2 separate regions of the Triticum aestivum genome follow, and region 2 is linked to region 1. The links are chromatin contacts, called in public Hi-C maps. All regions are on one chromosome and are shown on one strand. Each heading gives the region's core, a stretch centred on a gene start, on an enhancer-like site or on the middle of the called end of the contact. The rest is flanking DNA. Distances are from core to core; before and after follow the strand shown. Region 1 holds the start of LOC123122574 (protein ELC). Region 2 holds the start of LOC123125419 (exosome complex component CSL4).

The links. A called contact is a pair of places that touch in the nucleus more often than the background predicts.
Region 2: a contact with region 1 is called in a Hi-C map of leaf, with 6 times the contacts expected there. The contact joins the promoter of LOC123125419 here to the promoter of LOC123122574 in region 1. A contact is called at or near these places in 2 of 5 Hi-C or Micro-C datasets (both in leaf).

The regions. Positions count from the first base shown.
Region 1 is chr5D:445,255,270-445,263,032 of IWGSC CS RefSeq v2.1, reverse strand. It overlaps LOC123122574 (protein ELC), which reads left to right and starts at 3,317. Exons shown (of 1, transcript XM_044542787.1): 1 at 3,317-4,905. The coding sequence starts at 3,439. The coding sequence ends at 4,656.
Region 2 is chr5D:445,416,505-445,424,267 of IWGSC CS RefSeq v2.1, reverse strand. LOC123125419 (exosome complex component CSL4) reads right to left here and starts at 4,668. Exons shown (of 7, transcript XM_044545914.1): 1 at 4,439-4,668; 2 at 4,268-4,342; 3 at 3,388-3,476; 4 at 3,116-3,200; 5 at 2,848-2,929; 6 at 2,571-2,686; 7 at 1,907-2,155. The coding sequence starts at 4,621. The coding sequence ends at 2,598.

The DNA.
Region 1 (7,763 bases), core at 2,068-4,567:
CATGCCCTGCAAAAACAAGTTAGACGTCCTCTACTTTGTTGTTGCAAGTTTTACGTGGCTGCTACGGGCTTCTAGCAAGAACCGTTCTTACCTACGCATTAAAACCACAACGGTGTTTCGTCAAGTTTGTTGTTTTAACCTTCAACAAGGACCGACCGTAGTCAAATTCGATTCAACTAAAGTTGGACAAACAGACACCCGCCAGCCACCTTTATGCAAAACTAGTTGCATGTCTGTCGGTGGAACCGGTCTCATGAACGTGGTCATGTAAGGTTGGTCCGGGCCACTTCATCCAACAATACCGCTAAATCAAAATAAGACGTTGGTGGCAAGCAGTATGACTATCACCGCCCACAACTCTTTGTGTTCTACTCGTGCATATCATCTACGCATAGACCTGGCTCGAATGCCACTGTTGGGAAACGTAGCATGCAATTTCAAAAAAAATCCTACGCTCGGGGAGAGTGTGTCCACGTACCCTCGTAGACCGAAAGCGGAAGCGTTTGACAACGCGGTTGATGTAGTCGAACTTCTTCTCGTTCCGACCGATCAAGCAGCGAACGTACGGCACCTCCGAGTTCTGCACACGTTCAGCTCGATGACGTCCCTTGAACTCTTGATCCAGCAAAGTGTCGAGGGAGAGTTCCGTCAGCACGACGGCGTGGTGACGGTGATGGTGAAGTGATCCGCGCAGGGCTTCGCCTAAGCACTATGTGAATATGACCGGAGGCGTAAACTGTGGAGGGAGGGCGCCGCACACGGCTAACAATGGTTGGTGTGTGTTCTAGCGGTGCCCCCACATATATATATAGGTTGGAGGGGAGGAGAGGCAGCCAAGGGGGCGCCCCAAGTAGGAGGAATCCTACTTGGGGTCCTCCCAATTCGGCCTCCTCCCTTTCCTTTTCCTATTCGGAGTAGGAAGGGAAGAGGGGGAAGGGGGGATCCTATTCCCTTTTTCCTTTCCTCCTTCCCCTTTCCTTCTCCAATTTGGCCAGCCAATATGGGGGGGGGGCACCAGCCCCTTTGTGGCTGGTGCGTTTCCCCTATTGGCCCATAAGGCCCATATCTTTTGCCGGGGGTGCCCGGAACCCCTTCCGGTGACCCGATACGTACCCGGTACCCTCAGAACACTTCCGGTGTCCGAATACTGTCGTCCTACATATCAATATTTACCTCTCGGCCATTTCAAGACTCCTCTTCATGTCCATGATATCATCCGGGACTCCGAACAACATTCGGTCACCAAATCACATAACTCATATAATACAAAATCATCATCGAACGTTAAGCGTGCGGACCCTATGGGTTCGAGAACTATGTAGACATGACCGAGACACCTCTCGGTCAATAACCAATAGCGGAACCTGGATGCTCATATTGGTTCCCACATATTCTACGAAGATCTTTATCGGTGGAACCGTTATGACAACATATGTCATCGGTATGTTACTTTCCCGAGATTCGATCGTCGGTATCTTCATACCTAGTTCAATCTCGTTACCGGCAAGTCTCTTTACTCGTTCCGTAATGCATCATCCCGCAACTAACTCATTAGTCACATTGCTTGCAAGGCTTCTTATGATGTGCATTACCGAGAGGGCCCAGAGATACCTCTCCGATACTCGGAGTGTCAAATCCTAATCTCGATCTATGCCAACCCAACAAACACCTTCGGAGATACCTGTAGAGCATCTTTATAATCACCCAGTTACGTTGTGACGTTTGATAGCACACAAGGCATTCCTCCGGTATCCGGGAGTTGCATAATCTCATAGTCGAAGGAATATGTAGTTGACATGAAGAAAGCAATAGCAATAAAACTGAATGATCAATATGCTATGCTAACGGATGGGTCTTGTCCATCACATCATTCTCCTAATGATGTGATCCCGTTTATCAAATGACAACACATGTCTATGGTTAGGAAACTTAACCATCTTTGATTAACGAGCTAGTCTAGTAGAGGCTTACTAGGGACACGGTGTTTTGTCTATGTATCCACAAATGTATCAAGTTTCCGGTTAATACAATTCTAGCATGAATAATAAACATGTATCATGATATAAGGAAATATAAAACAACAACTTTATTATTGCCTCTAGGGCATATCCTTCATACGAATGATCACGCGGGAGCTGAAACGTTTCTGTAGTGGAGATTGACCTATAAAAGAGATGTCGCTCCTCTTCAGAGTGATACATCAGAACACCGCCTTCTTCTTACTTCCAAGTTCCCGAGCACTGAGCTACTGCTACGATCTTCACCATCCCGGCTTGCGGCGTGCACCGCAGGTCGGGACAGTAGGCCTCCGAAACCCACCTCTTTGAGTCCTGTACGGGAGAAGGGTGATAAGATTTTTGGGGAGCGCTCTGTGCAACTACTGACTTGTTCATCACGGACACCCCAGACACCGACGATCACTTCCCCAACGACGGCTTCTTCCCCGACATTGACCACCTCTTCGACGACATGGCCGGCGAGGATGTCAACCCCGTCACCAATGCTTCTGTCGCAGCTCAGTACGTCTTCGTCTTTCTGTTTAAGTTCCTGCCACAGTTTCTTGTTCTAGTGTCTATTCTATATATGTTCTGTTCTAGTTCATATATGCAGATGCTATTTACCTTCTCTCTGTTAGATTACATGACTTGTTCTATCTCTGTTATAATAGTCATGTTTTATCTAGTATTTTTGTTCACAAAATCACATGGTAAATTGCTCATATTTCCAACACTCCCTTCCTCTTAGAAGCCTCGGCTTCACGGGACCGCGTCACCGTCGTCTTGGATCTCGAGGGGCGACGCGACGGTGGGTTGCCAAGATTTTTAAATATTTGTATTAAGGTGAGGTGCCTTATATCTCATCATTTTGTTGGTAGTGTTCCATCATTGCACGATGTACGTAGTAGTAAGACAACAAAAGAACGACATAAAAGCCATTGCGGAGTCAATAGGCAATAGATTGAGAGGATGAATGATTTATGACAAAGAAGGCAATGGACGATGAGCTCAATGGAAAAGAGCAGCTAGAGGGGTGCACGTTGTCTGTTGGAATACAAAGAAGAAGTATTTGTGTTTGTGTTGTGGTTGAACATTGCGTGCAATGTGCTTGTTTGTTGGGAGTAAAAGAACATTGTTTACAAATTTATTTGTTAGCGCGTGACAACACATGGGCAGTCAACTACTCAGATGTATCTTTGCTAATTCTATTCGTCAAATTAGTTTGTCAGAGGGTTTTTTCTAAGAAAACAAGTCGGATGCAAAATCAATTACTTCATTGCAAAGAAGCGAACCCTTCTTTTGTTTGAGAAAGTAGACTACTTCATTGCAAGGGAAGCGAACCTTCCTTACCCCTCCTATCGTGCACTCTTCTTCCTCCTTCCCCCAAATATCCAGAGAGAAGGCAGGAGGACCAAACCCTAGCCGCCGCCGCCCCGATCCGATGGCGCCGTCGCCGTCCCCGCCGCCGCCGGCGAGCGGAGCGCAGTACGCGCACCAGTTCCTCAACACCGCCCTCTCCCAGCGCGGTCCCTCGGCGCTCCCCTACGCGGAGGACGTCAAGTGGCTCATCCGCAACCACCTCGTCGCCCTCGCCGACGCCTTCCCCTCGCTCCACCCCAAGGCGGCCCTCTTCACCCACAACGACGGCCGCGCCGCGCACCTGCTCCAGGCCGACGGCACCGTCCCCATCCACCACGCCGGGGCAACCTACAACCTGCCCGCCGTCATCTGGCTGCCCGAGACCTACCCGCGCTCCCCGCCCCTCGTCTTCCTCTCCCCCACCCGCGACATGCTCATCAAGCCCCACCACCCGCTCGTCGACCGCTCCGGCCTCGTCGCCAACGCCCCCTACCTCCGCTCCTGGGTCTTCCCCTCCTCCAACCTCCTCGACCTCGTCAGATCCCTCTCCCACCTCTTCGGCCTCGACCCGCCGCTCTTCACCAGATCCGTCGCAGCCCCGTCTCCCACTCCTCCTCCCGCTCATCCTGCTCCTCCTCCCGCCGCCGCCTCCCCCGCCATGCGCCCCGAGGCCGTCTACGCTCCTGTCCCTCGCCCGTACAGGTTCCCGGCATCGCCCCAGCTCGCCGCGCGCCAGCCGCCCACAGAGGACCCAGCTGAGGTCTTCAAGCGCAACGCCATCTCCAAGCTTGTCGACACCGCCTACGCGGACGCTGCCGCCCTGCGCACCGCCCGCGAGGCAGAGGTCGACTCCCTCTTCGCCGTGCAGGCCGAGCTGCGTGGCCGAGGGGAGGCGGTGAACGATGGGGTTCGCAGGATCACGGAGGAGAAGGAGACGCTCGAGCGCCGGCTTCAGGACGTGGTGATGGCCACTGACGTCATTGAGGCCTGGGTTGCCGAGAACCGCAAGGGGGCTGCCGACGATGCCACTGAGGCGGAGGGGGCCATCCAGCCTGCTGACGTGCTGTCCAGGCAGATGCTGGAGTGCACAGCTACTGATTTGGCACTCGAGGACACCATCTACGCGCTTGACAAAGCTGTCCAGGAAGGATCGGTGCCCTTCGACGGCTACCTCAGGAGCGTGCGCGCACTTGCACGGGAGCAGTTCTTCCAGCGTGTCCTCTGCACCAAGGTTAACAATGCGCAGCAGCAGGCACAGGTTGCTAGGATGGCAGCACGGGCACCACAGTACGCCTCCTAGCCAAGATGATGGATAGGTCAGTATACATGCTTTATGATCGATCAATTCCATCCATTGTAAGAGAGTGGCTCAGTGTAAAGTTGGTTCCCGTTGTCGTTGATGTGTGTGCTTACTGAATATCAAACAGATGGATGTGTCACAATAATAACTTTATTAGTTTGGGTGTTGTAAGTTCATGGTGATGTTTGTGTAGGGTTGTTGAACTCGCAGTACATATCTCAGTTTTGAAATTTACACTCATTTCATTGATGTCTCTGTCTTTGGTAAGTCTCTACAGTATGTATGTTTGTTTGTTTGTTTTCTTAGATAGGCAAAAACAAAAAAAAACATACAGAGCCTAGTGTGTTGCTGTACTAGGTACAGTTGTACTATCCTAATTGCAGTCCGGAGATTGAAATCCAGGTATGAGAAGTATATGGACTCTTCAGTACTTTGGGAATGTTAGATATTTAGATGTTCTTTTTTCCTTCTGTCATGGCACTGCTGTGAACTTATTCCACTCTTGATACTTGGAACTGGAATAGTCTCCTAGCTGTGATATCCGGCTTGCACATATGTTTTGATAATTGTAAATGCATAACCATTTTTTTGTCCGTTGTGCTGCCGCTGAAGTTTGGCGGGTGCTTTGGCTTGGTGTTGGTGTTTCGAAGGTGTGTGTGATCTGAAGCCGACTGTTTCATTGCAATTTGTCTAGGCTTGAGGTTTATTTTCTGAAACAATGTTTCTTGGATTGCAGACTCTGAATTTGCTGAAGTAGATTATGTATGGTACTGAGTGTATTCAAAAGCTCTTTAAAAGCTTTTTGGGGTGTTTTTTAAACTATAAACAGTTGGGTAACCTTTTGCGGTGTTATGCGGGAAAGCTATTTAAAAGCCTATTCCGATCTTACCACCCCAAAATTACCCTTGGTTACGAAATCCCATGCCATGAGGACAAATTGTAACAAAGAGATTTGTATCTCCATAGATGTGATCCAAACATTACAGGGTTCCAACTTCCAAGCACACCAATTTCTTGAGCTGCACTAATGTACAAAGCATGTGCATAAGTTGTCCTATCAATATGACTATCCTTCAGGGAGGAAGCAACGAATATAGAGACCAAACAGTGGCTTGAGAACTGAAAACACCTTAGAATATACTCCCTCCGTATAGAAATATAAAAGCGTTTAGATCTAAACGCTCTTATATTTCTTTACAGAGGGAGTACTATTAGCAGAGTTAGCTTGGCGGCACGCCGCATACCTGTGTGAACTCTTGCTGTCGATACCCGTATCAGCCCAGCACCAGATTCAAGAATCTATGAGTTTAGGTACCACACTGACCTTGCACTGGCAACGAAATTAGTTGTCATCACCACGAGAATCTCTCACCACCCCAAAAATCGGAGAAAGAAGAGGAGTACTCACCTTTCAGATGTTAATTTATTTACTGCCAGGCCTGCTGTGTGGATTTTGTGCCCAGGAGATTCATATATTATTAAAGAGTACCACATGTTATTAAAGGGTACCACAGTAGGCGATCTAACCCTGGTGTTCTTTGCAACACAAGAGTACTGCAGCAGGTGTTCTTTTAACTTTGTTCATGCGCCTGTTCTTTCCACTCATTTTCCTAGAAGCAACTGAAAATTTGGATTTGATTACATAGCAACATGAAGCACATGCGCGGTGGTAAGCGGCACGATCAAGACAGGGCTCGGTGGTGTGTTCGTCAATACTCCAAACTGCTGTGGCATCAACCGTCCCTGATATAATTCAGACTATCGCGTGCAGGCGATCCAGGATGCTTTCCTTGAGAAAAAGAATCATCTATGCCCATCTCATATGAGTGATCTTGCCCCCAGTGTTCTGGATATACAGGTGAACATCATTCCTGTTTTTATTCCTTTAGTCATCGCACATGTGCAGTGCATCTTTCTGAATATCTATACACAAGTTTTTTGTCATTGACTTTTAGTTTAGAAAGAATTAGATATAACTACATTTTAGAAATATTGGAAGATGCTCGACCTTTTTGTCTTCGGTTTGATGGTACAGAGCGTGTTCTTTCTTTTGCCAAAGGTGTTAGGGCGAACAGAAACCGAAACAGCCCACTTGGATATCAGTGTAGAAATGGTTGTGTAGATCAAAACTGCATGCAGGGATAAGCAATGATGTGCATAATCGTAAATCCGTATGATGGTAGGCTGCACTTTAGGACTGTAGCATGTGACATCTCCAGTTGTTTTCAGATCTGATTGATTTTCAAGTTTTTGTGCAATACTATATCAAACAAATGTGCATTTACTACTCTTGCAGTCAGAATTGAGTTGTCAGATTTAAGCCATCTTAAGTTGTCAGTAGATTGTTGGTGTTTATAGGGTAGATGGCAGAATTGCTTCCTGCTCCATTGCAACTCTGACCAACCTTAACCTGAACTTTGAAGCTCCATACAACACCTATATAGTTAGCTGAAGGCTTGATAGACTATGGGTCCGGGTCACTGAATTTCATTGTAGTCACAAGTTGAACTCTGCCATTAAGATATTTGAAAACAAGATTTGATATAATTATTTCGAAGCTTGATTAAAACATCAACATTCTTACAAGACTACAGAAATGCTCCCTTCGTCCCAAAATAAGTGTCGTGCTTTTAGTTCAAATTTGAACTAAAACCATGACACTTATTTTCGAACAGAGGGAGAGTAGTAAATAAGACTCACATTGCCGATTTATGTGTCAATTTGGCATGGGGTCATGGTGCATGCTGATGTTCCACTCTCGGACAGAGAGTGCAAGCACAGTGTAACATCACAACATTTCACATGATTGAATTTCTAAAAGACCTTTGAAATGCACTTTTCAGTTTTGAGTTGGACATGATGGTGGAATCTGTTAACGTGGCGATTAAGTGTGTTCAGGAGCTGATAGAAAAAACAAGACACTTCAATCAAACCAGCATGCATAATGCATTGGGTGTGTATTGGAGTAGTTATTTCGTTCAAGACGGGCCCAGTGTTGAAGACGTTTTTACTTGTATGAACAGTGGTTTTATTGGTGCGTTCATTGGGCTTTACAAGAAGCCCCACTCAGCCAGGCTTGGACCTTTGCTGTTCCAGACGTTTTATCA
Region 2 (7,763 bases), core at 3,419-5,918, 160 kb before region 1:
GCGCCTCGCCGGTGCCGATCCAGGTGGGGAGGGCCGGGCACCCTCGTTGATGACGAGGGCTCTGCTGCGGGTGCGGCGCCCGAGCGGCGCCTCCTCCGGCTCGGGCTTGACGGGGCGGAACGCGGTCGGCGAGCCGGAGCCCGACGACGAGGACGACAAAGGCTCCATCCGCCGCCGTGTCCAGGAGCTACCACGGCGGCGAGAGAAGGACGGCCGCGGCGGGTACTTGAGGCGCGGCACGTTGCCGGTCTCGATGTGGTCGAGCACGGCCTCGAGGGTGCGGCCTGGCACGCCCCACCACTCGTGCCGCCCGTCGGCGTTGAGGCAGCCCCGCGGGATGACGCCGTTGGTGGAGGTGATCTGCTCTTCGCGGCGGCGTTGGAAGTACATGGTCCGGAGGGTGTGGCTGTCAGGGACGTAGCGCGGCTCGTTCCGCTGCTCCTTCGTCGGGGTCGAGCGGATGCGGGTGATCTCGGCCCGCCGTGCCGCCCCTTCGGGCACCGGTGACATCGGGACGCCACCGGCGCTGAGCCTCCACGTCCCCGGCAGCCGCATGTCCGGGGGCGCCGGGTACTCGGCCTCGTAGAGCAGGCGAGCCTCCGGCTCTTGGAGGTGGCAGCGGCCGAAGCCGTTCGCCGCCGCGCCGTCCCCTGGGTACCTCTCGGCCATCTTTTCCGTCGGCGGGAAGAGGGGAGAGTGTGTTTTCTGCGTCGGAGAGGGGGGGGGGGAATGAGAGCTGTGGCGTCCACCGGCGGGGAGGTCGGCTTTTATAGCCGCAGCTGGGCGGCGACGGGGCTGCATGCCGGGCGACGCGTGGCGGGATGCGCGTCGCGGCGCGTTCACTGCGCCACCCGTGAGGCATCAATGGAGGCTAACCGGCGCGGCAGCCTTCGCATTGATTCCCGCAGGAACCGAGGCGATGAGGGCGACCAAGTGGCGTCTCGCTGACTCGGCAGGCCCATCCACTTTCGCGCCAAAAACGCTCGCCCCGGCGCTCCCCAGCACGCCAGGTTCGGCCTGGGTCCGCCGGCTCCAGTTTTGGCACAAACCAGCAAAAATCGGGCTCCTAAGGCGCGACTGGGCCGATTTTTGGGCGCCGGCACGGAAAAATCGTCTGGGAAGGGCCTGTTGGGGGCACGGCTGGAGATGCTCTTAGCTTCCTCCCTAATTAGTTGCCTCGACTGTTAGAGTTGTCTAGTAGATATGAACCTAACATTAAAACATGTCTACATACATCCATGTCTATGGCAAATCTGAGTCAACTAATTTAAGACAGAGGGAGTACTTAGCTTCAGGGTTTACCACTCATTACTCGCACATTCACAATGTTACAACAATCTTTTACCCTTGAAACTTGAAAGCCTTCTGCAAATTATTAATCGCTTTGTGGCTCGGTGGCGAAGGCAATGTTCTCAGAACATTTTCAGACATGCACATGGCCTCCGAGATCGCTTTGACCATGCAGTTTGCAGCGAGAGTAATTAAGTTTTTGGGGGAGATCAGGCCGGCCACCTTGGGTAGTACTCACTCCGTTCCAAATTACTCATCATGGTTTTAGTTCAAATTTTTGAACTAAAACCACGACGAGTAATTTGGATCGGAGGGAGTAGGTTGGAGAGGTCGACAATGCTATCGACCAGCTGAAGTAGCACTGGCCCGGCCAGGCTCCAGGTCAGCATTAAACTGTTGCTCTGACCCGTAAACGACAATTAGTCTACTGGACATCTGGTAATCCCAAATTTCACTGTGTCAGTAAAACCGTCCTTAATTGTCACTGTAAAGTCTCCAGTGCAAGAATTTGACATTTTTTGTGTGTGCAAGAAAAAAATTCGATGTCAAGTTTTCCATAGTCAGTCTAGCCTCCACCAAAACTTCCAACTTTTACAAACCTAAGAACACCGGAGCATCAGAATCTCACATAAAGGCCTGAATAACATTCAACGGGCATAATTGTATTACACGATCAAAGCCCACTCAAAGTTGTACCACATGAGCAAGGTTAATGTGCTAAATCAAGTGGCAGTGATCATGTCATCAAAGCCCACTCAAAGTTGTACCACATGAGCAAGGTTAATGTGCTAAATCAAGTGGCAGTGATCATGTCAAGAGGACCAAGCGCCATTGATCGATCGAACATATCGTACACCGCCAAAACCTGTAAAGTGACAATAAGGAGATTATTACAAGTACACCCACAAACTTCCGGTGGAGGTACAGGTAGGCAGAAAAAATGGAATGGTATAGGGGCGATGAACATTTGAAAGCATGGTACAGTGGATAGAGGGGTAGACCAGTGAAACATTTACTGGATTACTGAACTTTTGCAATCTGATCAACAGTGAGCTAGACAATAATCAATGGCTGCATCAGTGTGCACTGTGCGGAGCAGAACTTGTAAACCAGAGACTAGGCTGAAGTAGCCAACTAGCCACTGTACAGAATATCAATACATTACAGGCTAGTAGCTGCTTCCACTAGTAAAATAAGGGCACATCATTTAGTACATAACTGAAACAGTCCGAGGCCTGAGGCTGGAAGGAGAGAAACAGCTCTGTAACCAAAAATTTTACCTTCCTAACTGGCAAAGTAAACAAGATCTATTCCACCTTTGCAACTTTCCTTTGCTCAATTTGGCCAGTCAATTCACATTGCATCTCAGTCCAACTGGTTGGGACCAGCGTACCACCTATATAGAGAAAAACAAGGGTAGCAGCATTAGCACAATTCTGCCTGAATCATACAATATTAGGAACAACTGTAACGAATTTCTACACTCACTTCACGAGGCATACTTGCATCCTGAAATTAATGGTGAGTAATTGGGCATGGCAGTAATAGAAAGCTTACCAGCTATACTTTGGGCAGAAACAACTCCAAGTTCATTCTTGGCAGTCGAAAGGTAGTATGCCCTTGCATCACCAAGAGAGAGCTTCAGCGTGATGTAAGGTTTGCAATCTGGTGAAAAGTATCAAGTACTCTGGCAAGACTGGAAGCTGGTTGCTAAATAATCAAATGAATAATTTCTGGAAATAAAGTGACTTGAAGCATGGAGATACACATGACCAAGACTCCAAGAGAAAACAAATAGGACACAACGTTCCCCCCTAAAGGATACAACCAGAGCTCTGACAATGTCGCCAGGTCGATAGGACTGGTACATATCCACCTTGTCAATCTCAGTTGCACGAACATCTTGCTGCCTACAAACATAAGAGCCTGGCATGAGGAACTAACTTCCCTGCAATACACTGTCTATTATCTACAAGAAAAATGATGAACAAAAGCAATTGACTCTAAACACTTTGGCAATCAACTCAAAAGCAAAGCCATACAAATAATCTATGAAGATCAGAACCAAATGGCAGCATAACAGCTACGGGCCAATACCTTATCATGCCAGTGAACTTTTCCTTGACAGCCTTTGAGTCAACACACATTATATCTGCAGAAGCCATCCTAGCCATAACCTTAGTCACCTGCAAAAGAAACAAGCAATCAATTAGCACTTCATCAGCAATTAAAAAGAAGTTGGCATGCAAATCTCTTTCAGCTAAACCACCTACAGTAAGAGACGTTGACCAGTGCCACTGCCTATAGCAGAATATCCACACATGCGAAAAAATGATGGTAAGATAGTTATGAACAAGAGATAGTATCTGCTAAAAAAACAGATATAGATGTAAGATATTTTCACCCTGTTTATTTGCTTAGAATCAGAGGGCAAGCCCAGGTTCTCTTTCCATGAAACACCAAACTCCCCATATTCGTTACGTAAAGTCATCTCCGGAGGTCAATAAGGAGATGATACAAAGAAATCTTCATACATGTACCAGATATTGTTTGGGAGCAAGCAGCCATATATGAACTTGTTTACTGCTAGGCTCAACACACGAACAATAGGCTGGTTGTTCACAAACATTACCTGAATTTCAAGTCAGTGAGGCTATACAGGTTAACAAGTTCAACCTTTAACAGGGAAAAGTAATTTCTATGTGGGTGAGTCTATTCGCACAGGCAATGCCGTTGCATTCTAGTGTTCTAACAGTTCAAATAATTTTAAGTAACTGCCACCCACATATGCCGGATATATCCACATGAAGCATGATTACAGACAACAACAGTATCCAGCCCCTAATTCAACCACGGCATCCGACGGGTACACAAATGCATCCAAGCAAAGCTAACAACATTCGATGGAACAAAACGCGGCCTCGGCACATCAATCTACTCCAATCAACGTTGTCCTGGAAACAGAGAGAGATCTTACACGGGCAATGACGATGCTCCCCGGCTGAGGCACGGCTCCGTGCGCCTTGTGCCCGACCACCTCCACCGTGGACCTCTGCAGCCAAACCAAAACGAGCCAACCAATCAATCAGAAGCAGCAGCGCGAGGAGCGAAGGGACGGACCGCCCCAGAAACCCTAGGTAAACCCCACCTGGTCGGAGGAGCCGGGGGCGGGGGCCACGAAGCGGCGGCGGCCGGTGACCGACGCGCGCACGGAGCGGCCGTCGGCGTAGGCGCCGCGCCCGGCCTCGAGGGACGAGGAGGGCCCGAGGAGCTCCCCCGGGGTGACCACCACCTCGGCGCCGCCGTCGTGCTCCATCGCCGTGGCCGCCATTGGTTGGGAGTTTGGGTTCGGGGGAATGCGAGGAGAGGGTTTCGCTCTGTCCGTTTCGGGTGACTTTTGTGGGCTGAACACACCCGTTTATTCGAGGCCGTACAGCCCAAGCAGTTGCTCCAAAATGGGCCCAACTTGCTAAAGAAACGGCCCAAGTTTTTGGAGATTGAGATTTGATTTATTCCAGACTCGATGAAGGGGGCGAGCAAGGTGGACCGGCCCACGCGCCGGGGAAGCCATAGCCTGTTTTTCTTGGTTTTTTATATTTTCTGTTTTCCTTTTTTGCTTTATTTTTTATTTTTGTTTATACTTTAAAATATTTTAATATATATTGCAAAATCACTATATAAAAAATATTCTAAAAATGTTGGAAAATTATTTGAAAAATGTAGAATGAGTATTTGAAAAATGTTGAACAAGTATTTGAAAATGTTGAATGAGTATTTCAAACACATTGAACAAATATGAAAATGACGAATAAGTATTTGAAAAATATGAACAAGTATTTGAAAAATGTTTAATGAGGATTTGGAAAAAGTTGAATAAGTATTTGAAAATGTTGAACAAGCATTTGAAAACTGTTGAATGAGTATTTGAAAAATGTTGAACAAGTATTTGAAAATGTTGAATGAGTAGTTGAAACACGTTGAACCAATATGAAAATGTTGAATAAGTATTTGAAAAATATTGAACAAGTATTTGAAAAATGTTTAATGAGTACTTGAAAAATGTTAAACAAGTATTTGAAAATGTTGAACAAGCATTTGAAAATTGTTGAATGAGTATTTGAAAAATATTGAACAAGTATTTGAAAATGTTGAATGAGTATTTGAAACTTGTTGAACAAATATTTGAAAATGTTGAATAAGTATTTGAAAAATATTGAACAAGTATTTGAAAAATGTTAATCAAGCGTTCGGTGAATTCTAAAAATAAAAATGTTATCCATTTATTAAGTAAATGATGAATTTTTTATCATGTCTATAAAAATTGTAACCAAGCATTTCAAAAAAATATTGAACAAGTATTTAAAAAATATTAAATGTATATAGAAAAATTGTTGACCATCTGTTAAAAAAATGTTAATCGTTTACATGAAAAATGTTAACCAAGCATTTCAAAATATAAAAAATGTCAAGAAAAAACTGTTCAACGTGTATTAAAAAATGTTTAATTCCTAGTGGAAAAAGTTAGACGTGTATTAGAAATTTTTTGTTAACATATACAAAAATGTAGAATAATAATCTAAAGAACGAAGTAAACCAGAAAAGGAAACAAAATAAAAAATAAAATGATGGAAAACGAAGAACAAAATGAAAAACAAAATTGAAAAAAAAACGGAGAAGAATAAAATTAAAAAACAAAAAAACCCAGATAAGATCAACAAAAAAGAAAGAAAAATAGAAGATAAATAAAGAAAATAAAAAAGTCAATGAAAACCAAGAATAAACAAAAAACAAATAAAAATAGAGAAAACTGAAAATACATCGAAAACAGAGGAAAAAGGGAAAAAAACTAGTGTTAAAACAAAAAGAAAACAAAAATTAGAAAAAAAATGGTGAAGAAATTACCTTAAGTACGTGGCGCCCTATAAGTCTAACACGAACTTGGTCGAGGCTTACTGGCTAGCAGCGCTAAAATGCAACAATTTATAAGTCCAGGGTTTCATTCCTAGCTTGGGCTACCTTTTTCCTCTTAATTTCTTTTAAAGGTTCGCTAACGGGCCGGGCCAGGATTTAAGTTGTATTTGAATGATCATTTTATCAAATGAATAAAACTGAGCATTTTTAGCCTAAAAAACATAATAAAGTGTACCCTCTCGTGGGAAATCCAGCGGGTCACTTTTGCTGGACTAGGAGCATGCCACTTGGTACGCCCAACCGCCGCCACGTCGCAGGATGGGCGCACCCTCAGGATTTTTTCTTTCTCCACATGCTTTCCGGTTTTATTTTTATTTTCGGCTTTTGCTTGGTTTTTTATGTTTTGATGGAATTTTTTTGGAAGTAGTGATTTTTCGCGAGAAGCGCAGCTATGTTTCCGCAAAAGGGAAAAGTACAACCTACGCTTCCATGGGACAATTATGCTTCCCGAAAAGGAAAAAAATACTTGTGTTTCTTGGAAAAGGGAAAAGCACGGTCTATGTTTCTGCGAGAAGAACAATTGTGCTTCCCGAAAAAGGAAAAAGAGCATCCCCGGCAAGCATGCTCTATGTCGGCGCACCACTTCAATGCCAGCTCCAGTGAGAGGTCGCGTGCGCTCTGGGTCGGCATTAATGCGGCGCTGATACTCTGAAGCGGCGCTGACCAACATGAATGCACGACAATTGCTTTGCGGGAAAGTGCACAGACGAGGGAGAGGGTTTCGCGTCAAACCGGGTTGTCCGACGCGTGTGTGACAGCGATCTAGACGCCCACGACCCCCCCCCCCCCCCCCCCAACACACACACATTTTGCTTTGCTGGAAACGGGCGTCCAGACCGGTCTACGGATAGATGAGTACCATGTTCGATGGCAAAACCGATCTGGATCGTCTGGTCTAGACGGATCCGGACGGTTTGAGGGCCAGCATTGGAGATACCCTTAGAGGTAGACATCCATGCTTATGGCCGAGTTGTCCATGAACATGTCTAGTTCAGCATGTTAAACCACTGGAATCCGGCCAAACAGTGCATGCTCTCATTTCTCTCCTCCTATCTCTCATTCCCACGCGCCTCTATTATCAGCAGAGACCATCCAACATTTTGGTTCAATAAAGTGAGCTCGGCTCCCTAAAAATGAATGGTGTATTCTAACAAAACTATGTTTCTCAAATCAAACTACTTAACACATGAAATTTAGTGCATTTTAATAGCCAAACTGACATATCCAATAGCAGTGATTGCCACTGGCGTGCATTTTAACAGCCAAACACACATATCCGGACAGCAAGTTAGGTTCAAGCTGGTGGGCGCAAGTGTTGCTGACATGCATGGTAAACCACTTGAACCCGATCGAACAATGCACACTTCTCATTTCTCCACTCCTTATCTCTTGTTTGCACCCGGCTCTACTATCAGTCATGAGTCATGACCATCCAACATTGTGATTCAATAAAGTGAGATCGGTTCCCTAAAGAAACGAATTGTGTATTCTATAAGCATGAA